Regions from separate parts of the Bos taurus genome. Here region 2 is linked to region 1. Evidence: chromatin contacts called from public Hi-C data. All regions are on one chromosome and are shown on one strand. The core of a region is the stretch at or near the end of the contact, and the rest is flanking DNA. Distances in the headings are between cores, read along the strand shown. Region 1 overlaps GNPTAB (N-acetylglucosamine-1-phosphate transferase subunits alpha and beta). Region 2 holds the start of GNPTAB (N-acetylglucosamine-1-phosphate transferase subunits alpha and beta).

Evidence for each region. A called contact is a pair of places that touch in the nucleus more often than the background predicts.
Region 2: a Hi-C map of skeletal muscle shows a contact between it and region 1, with 8 times the contacts expected there. A contact is called at or near these places in 6 of 11 Hi-C or Micro-C datasets (blastocyst, liver, skeletal muscle and 2 more).

What each region holds. Positions count from the first base shown.
Region 1 is chr5:65,599,881-65,603,404 of ARS-UCD2.0, reverse strand. The region is part of intron 7 of GNPTAB (N-acetylglucosamine-1-phosphate transferase subunits alpha and beta); the gene reads left to right. Among named protein-coding and RNA genes, the nearest start is that of TRNAE-UUC, 46 kb to the left of the region's middle.
Region 2 is chr5:65,653,837-65,657,348 of ARS-UCD2.0, reverse strand. GNPTAB (N-acetylglucosamine-1-phosphate transferase subunits alpha and beta) reads left to right here and starts at 1,521. Exons shown (of 21, transcript NM_001192228.2): 1 at 1,521-1,637. The coding sequence starts at 1,521.

The DNA.
Region 1 (3,524 bases), core at 930-3,429:
GTATAGCACATCCCGTTTAACGAATGCCTCTTCTTGGCAGCCCCTTCCGTTATATTAATAGTATAGCTGACAACAAGAAGCAGAGAGGGGGAATTCCCTGGTGGTCCAGTGGTTAGGACTCTGCTTTTACTGTTGAGGGTGCAGGTTCAATCCCTGGTTGGGGAACTAAGATTCGATAAACCCAGTGGCATGGCCAAAAAATAAACCAAAAAACCCAAATGAAGCAAAGAGGTTCTCCATTCTGTCACATATGCTGTCGTGAAGACAGCTTTTTATTTGTAGAAGATTCTGGAGTTTTTTTACTCTTAATTTTACTCTTTTTACTCTTAATTCCAAATTTTAGGAGTCTGACTTGGATTGTAGGTTTCCCAGGCAGAATAAGGATTCATTTGTTTAACAAAGGAGCGTCTGTGTGGGTCAGGTGCTGTTACAGCTGCTAAGAATGTAGTAGTGGACAGAAGTCCTGGTGGCAGTGTGAGCGTGGAAGGAGGTGGTGGGGGAGGTCCAGCACGTGTTTGTACGTACACTAGTCCCCAACCTGGAGCTTCCACTCACATAGGGGAATGCTGCAGATACTTGGAAATTTGAGCCCTTCATTCCTTAATAGCTAGCTGAGCCACAAACGTATATAGCATTTATACATGTTAACTCTTCACACTTGAACACCGAGCCCATCCGTTCGAGTTGACCTTGGAGGCTGTGACATGTGTTAACCCTTCTTGTCCTTAGAGCCATGTGTCTGATTGATGTAGGGCACAGTTTGTGTGGGTGTACCGTCCTTTCGACCTTCTGTCAGGATGCCTGCTGTTCTGTCAGCAGTAGCCTGGGTTGTACAGTATGAATGCTTCCTCCCTCAGCATGGAAGGGCATACAGGTCTTGGTTCAGAATTTGCTAGGCTCCACTCTTCCTGACTTTACAAAGAAATGTTCTCTAAATTCTGCCAGTTTTTAGCTTCCTGCTTCTTCCTTCTGTCTCCTGTTGATGCCATTTAACAATGGGAGGTGAAGGGATGGAGGTGGAGGTGGTGGTGGGGAGAGCTGTGACTATGGGGTTATTGAGTTTACGTCTAGTCTGTTTTCTATCTGCCTGTCCAAGTTCCCTTTCTTTCCTTTCCCCTTAAGTGTTTCACTGTTTTAAGGTACTTTGTATTACCTTTGTAAATACCTTGGTAATATGAATGACATTTCTGTCTTTTCTTCATATTATCCCCCATAATTTTCTTTCTGGTACCTGGAAATACGGTAATGCCCAGCCCAATGAGGGTTGAATTATTTCTTTTTTTTTTGAATTATTTCTTAATCTGTAGTTTTTTCTTAAAATAAATATATTCCTCCTTCCCCTGAATTATTTTTAGTATTGATTTGGGCAGATAAAACCATAGATCAGCATTTATTCGGCTTCTTGGCTTCCTGCTGCTGCTGCTGCTAAGTCGCTTCAGTCGTGTCCCACTCTGTACAGCCCCATGGACGGCAGCCCACCAGGCTCCACTGTCCCTGGGATTCTCCAGGCAAGAACACTGGAGTGGGTTGCCATTTTCTTCTCCAGTGCAGGAAAGTGAAAAGTGAAAGTGAAGTCGCTCAATTGTGTCCGACTCTTTGCGACCCCATGGATTGCAGCCCACCAGGCTCCTCCATCCATGGGATTTTCCAGGCAAGAGTATTGGAGTGGGGTGCCATAGCTGTTAGTTGTACCAGTGTAGACTTAGTGTCTGTACTTTTGACCAGCGAATCTGCTGCTAGGTGGGCATGGCCTGCCAAAAGATCCAAGTCGTGGTCACCTCTTTGGTAGGCTGGTTTGGGGCAGTGTGGAGTGGTGAGTGCCAGGAGAGGCAGGGAGGAGCAGGACTTGAACTAGGCAGTAGAACCCCAGGCTCTGTCCACGGGGACACCCCCTCCTCCGCCATTCACCCGGCTGGAGGTTGATCTGGATTCCCCAGACCTGTTGTTGTGGAGGCTGGCACCTCCTGGGGAATCCAGTCAGGTGTACACAGTATTTATTGCAGCTCATTGTCACAGTGCTATTGGCTTCTGATTTTTGGAGGCTCAAGAAAAAATGAGAAAGAGGAAGCACAGAAAGATGGTGGTGTCAGCATTTAAGCCTGGTTCTCCAAGGCACTGTCTTTCCTTGGGTCCTACTTCCTGGTTCTATTACGGGCACCCTGAGAATGAAGTTTCCAACCACTGGGTTCCCAGTTTAGCACTGATTAAACACCTGCTATGTGCCAGGGACTGTGCCAAGGATAACCGAGTGAAACCAGCCCAGCCACTGCTGCCACAGCCCAACAAGACATTCAGGTTCCACAAGGGCCTTGGCAGAGGTGCCAGTGATGAGAATGGTTCCAGAACCATCTGAGAAACCCTCAGCCTGACCCAGTGACTTACTAGCTCCTGGAGGACATAGAAGGAAAAATGAAAGGGGAAGTGGATGTGAACCAGTGAAGATGGACATACTGACATTAACCACACTCAGAGCTTCATGGGAGAAGTAAGATTTGGGGAAGGAAACTGAAAGCTCAGTTTGGGGTAATACATTGGAGGTGCCCTATGGCACGTGGGAGGAAGGCCTGAGACGTTGGTTCCTGTTCAGGACCTGAACGGCTGAACCACTGTGCCTTCCCAGGACCCTCCAGGTGGCTTTTGCTAAGGCTCGTGACCTCCAAAGCCACCTAGGGCTCAGTTCTGTCCCAGAGACCCTGGGCGGGCTGCGAGCATCTCAGGACAAGTACTGCCTGCCCATTTGTACCCTAGTGATCATCTCTGGGCCTGGCATTTAGGGGGCCTTGTTGAGAATGAGCAAGAAGCAAGACTCTGATACCCGCCATATACAGTGTCCTGGGATGTAAAGGGAACCGTTTTAGTGGAGTCATTATTCAAAGGAGTCTTTTAGTTTTTTGATGTCATGATTTTATACATCCAACAACTTGGCCTTCATCATCGTGTTTAGTGAAAAACAAGGTAAGATTCCCTTCTTACCCCCGTCAGGGAAAGTGGGAGTTAGTTGAAAATGGTTTTGTTTGCAAGGTGATAGATTCGAATTCATGAAAATTCTTCTGTGGACTGTAATCTTACAAATCAAGCAGTCTTCTCTATTGAAAAATTTCTAGTTTGAGATACTGGGTTGGCCAAAAATTTTGTTTGGGTTTCTCTATAACATCTTAGGGCTTCCCTGGTGGGCTCAGATGGTAGAGAATCTGCCTGCAATGGGGGAGACCCAGGTTTGACCCCTGGCTGGGGAAGATCCCCAGGAGAAGGGAATGGCTACCCATTCCAGTATTCTTGCCTGAAGAATCCTATCATCTTAACAGAAAAATCCAAATGAACTTTTTACCCAATACCTTGAGATGTGAGTCCTTTTGTGATCTGATTAATTACCCTCTAATTTTGCTGTAGAATTTTTTTTTTATGTGATGGACACAGAATTCAACTTTTGAGAAATCAGGTTATCATGGTCTTTTAAAAAAAATTTATTTTATACTAGCATATATGGGCTGCCATCTCTGGGGTTGCACAGAGTCAGACACGAC
Region 2 (3,512 bases), core at 272-2,771, 55 kb before region 1:
AGGACAGAGGAGCCTGGTGGGCTACAGTCTGCGGGGTTGCAGAGTCAGACACAACTGAGCATGCATGCATGGATACTGTCCACACCCCCTCTTCTACCTGAAGGCTCTCTTAAAAATCATCTGGTGCCAAAGTAGAAATAACTGACCTCCTTCGTATGGGTTCCCATCCAATACATGGCACAACGTCTGTTGTAACAACGTTTTTGTTTTTTAAAATAGTATTTAGTGGTTTCTGTGTTTATCTTCCCAACTAGACTCTCTCTGGGAACAGTGGCCAGATCTAGTTCATTTCTGACTGTTTTTTTGGCCCTGCCTGAACAACAACAACGTGGGGGCCTGGTAGTTTCCCAACCAGGGATGTAGACCTAGGCCACTGCAGTGGAAGGGAGGAGTCCTAATCACTGGACAGCCAGGGAATTCCCTCTAGTTCATTTTTGAATACCTGACACCAAGCACCCTGCCAGACACTGGACACTAAATACATATTTAATAAATAGATGAATGAATGAATGAATTTTTAGCACATTTAGTGGTGTTGGAGAAGGCTCTTGAGAGTTCCTTGGACTGCAAGGAGATCCAACCATTCCATCCTAAAGGAGATCTGTCCTGGGTGTTCATTGCAAGGACTGATGTTGAAGCCGAAACTCCAATACTATGGCCACCTGATGCGAAGAGCTGACTCATTTGAAAAGACCCTGATGCTGGGAAAGATTGAGAGCAGGAGAAGGGGCTGACAGAGAATGAGATGGTTGGATGGCATCACCAACTCGATGGACATGGGTTTGGTGGACTCTGGGAGCTGGTGATGGACAGGGAAGCCTGGAGTGCAGCGGTTCATGGGGTCGCAGAGTCGGATACGACTGAGCGAATGAACTGAACTGAACTGAGTCCTTCAAATTCCTCTTTCAAAAATACGGTTAGATATCAGGAGGGGAAGAGATCTATAACAGCGTCTCCTCTTGGCGTTGTGAAAAACCATGATTTGCCAATTATTGTAAATGCAGGAAGGGTTTTGTGCATAAAAACACTGGTGCCAGTGCAGCACTGTCTAGGGCACGGCCTCCTTACAGAGGCCTGTCCTGTCCGGTTGCCGGCACAACTCAGTTTCAAGGATCCCTGCCAGGCCCGAAGAGCGCACCGCGCACGCGTAGTCACGGGGGCTCGCGCCGGTCCTCCGCCCCTCCGCCCTCCAGGTGGCGCTGCCGGCCCGTTCGCCGCCGCCGCCGCCGTCGCCGCCGCCGCCGTCTCTAGCCCGGCTAGACTGGGGCGGCGCCGGCTGCCTTGGGGGCCGCGCGACCGCCTCCGCCGCTAGGAGGGCGTGGGTTCCTAGCTCCCGGAAGCGGCGGCCGCGGCGTGGAGCCGAGCGGGCGTCGGTCCCCGGAGCGGCAATGCGCGGCGGCCGGAGGCTGTGACCTGAGCGCGGCGGCCCTGCGGGGGCCGCGGAATGGCGGCTCGTTGAGGCGGCAGCGGCGGCGTCTCCGACTCCCCGGGCACGGCGCGGCGTGGCGGCGGCCAGGGTGATGCTGCTCAAGCTCTTGCAGAGACAGACCTATACCTGCCTGTCCCACAGGTATGGGCTCTACGTCTGTTTCGTGGGCGTCGTTGTCACCATCGTCTCCGCCTTCCAGTTCGGAGAGGTGAGTAGCGGCGCGGGAGCCCTTGACAGGGCTCCCTGGACCGGCGCGACCGCGCGGTGTCCCGGCCCCGGCGCGCTGCACTGTTGCCTCCCCATCCTCCCTGTAGACACAGGGATGAGCCCAGCGCCTGCCCTTCCCTCCGGGGCGCCGCCAGCTCAGACAGAGCACCTCTCCGGGCTGCGGCTTCAGCATCTGGGGTCCAGATCTCGCCTCCCGACGGTTTGGGAGATCCGCGCTCCTTCTGCGGAATCCCTTTCCCTCCAGGTGCCTTCAGCAGGGACCCCGAGTCATTTGACTTTCTCCCTAAGGCCTTGTTCTGCACGCAGCCCCCCTCCCGGGACCCAGAGTTCCTAAATTTTACCGAATTCTCAGTCCTTGCCCCTCCTGCGGCTTCCTCCTCTAGTGTCACTATTATAACCTTTTCCCTTTACAGAGGCGCTTTATATTCTTAATCCCGTTTCTTCCCGGATCTCAAAACTTTGTCCAAGAGGGGTGTTTTCTTGGCCCGTGAATTTGCTGTGGGGAGAGTGTACTGGCCCCAAATTTGAAGGACTTACACGTGAAAGGTTTTTTTTTCCCCCCTTACATTTTTGCTCTCTTATTTGAGACAGCTTAATCTGTTAACCTTTAGAGGCTGTACTGGTAGATGTACATACACTGGTGTGGGAGCGCCCCTGACAGCTCCTGCTCTTCTCTATCATGAGATAGCTGAGGCTAGGGCTCCTTCATGTGACCATGACGCCCTTAACCATCTTGGACTCCAGCACCGGATCTCTTGGGAACCAGCACAAGCCTTCAGGTCACGGGATATGCTAATAACTTAGATTCGGGATCACACTAGCCCAACCTTTCCTAATCTGCTCACAGTTGATATTGCATAAAGTAACTCGGTATGACTGTAAACCCCAGAGGGTCCAAGCAACAGGTTTGGCAGGTTGAAACACCCAGGTTTAATAGATTTTGTGCCCCTCTGGATATGGACTTTAAACATTTTCTTGAGTGAAGCAGCCCTTTGGTTGAGGTTGGATAGTTATTTCACGATTGACCATCCAATATAGTATTCTTTGTTGTAAACAAATGTGTAGGAGACTATGAGTAGGTGAGAACTGAAAGTGTACCTGGATGTGATTTTAGAGAACACCCCATTTTAAAATGTGGCCGTAGCAACTGGAAGAAAGTTGTGTTTTCAGGTTGTTATAAATCCATCTCTTTGTTTTAATATATATATATATTGGGGGGTGGGTGGGTGGGTAAGAGGTTGCAAAACGTTTTAAAATGAACAGAGTGCTGTTCAGAAATGCCACATTATACATTTGCTATGTACACAGAATATATGTACATTTCCAGCATGAAGTCTGGACTCCTGCTGGATTCTGGGCTCCATAAGAGAGGGTGCAGTCTTTAACCAGTGTGACCAGGCACTATGCCAGGTAATGCCAGAGTATACAGTCTAAATATTTGTCTGATGAATGAATAAATTATATGGGACAATTTCCAGGTTTTCAGTTTTAGTATTTCTTGGTCTAGGGGCTGATGAAAATAAGTCTTATTAAGTAAGGGTTGAGAAAGCGACCCAGACCTCTAAGTGTGAAATACGTACCTAATATTATGCCACCTGCTGTTCTGTTTTGCTTCATGTATTGCATTTTAATACAGTGATCATATGTGTACCTTGTTGTGTCCTATTGCTGATAGAAGATTTGTAAGGCAAGTGCAGAGAAAAAGAGAGTTGAGTCGGGCAGTCAGGCAAGAAAAGGAAATGTATTAGAGGGAAAAGAGAGGGTGACTGGCTCTTAAGGAGAACCAGCGTTCTCCCTTTCGGACAGAGTCCTCCTTATACCCCACCAATGAAAAAGTCTGTGAAGGGATGGTCAC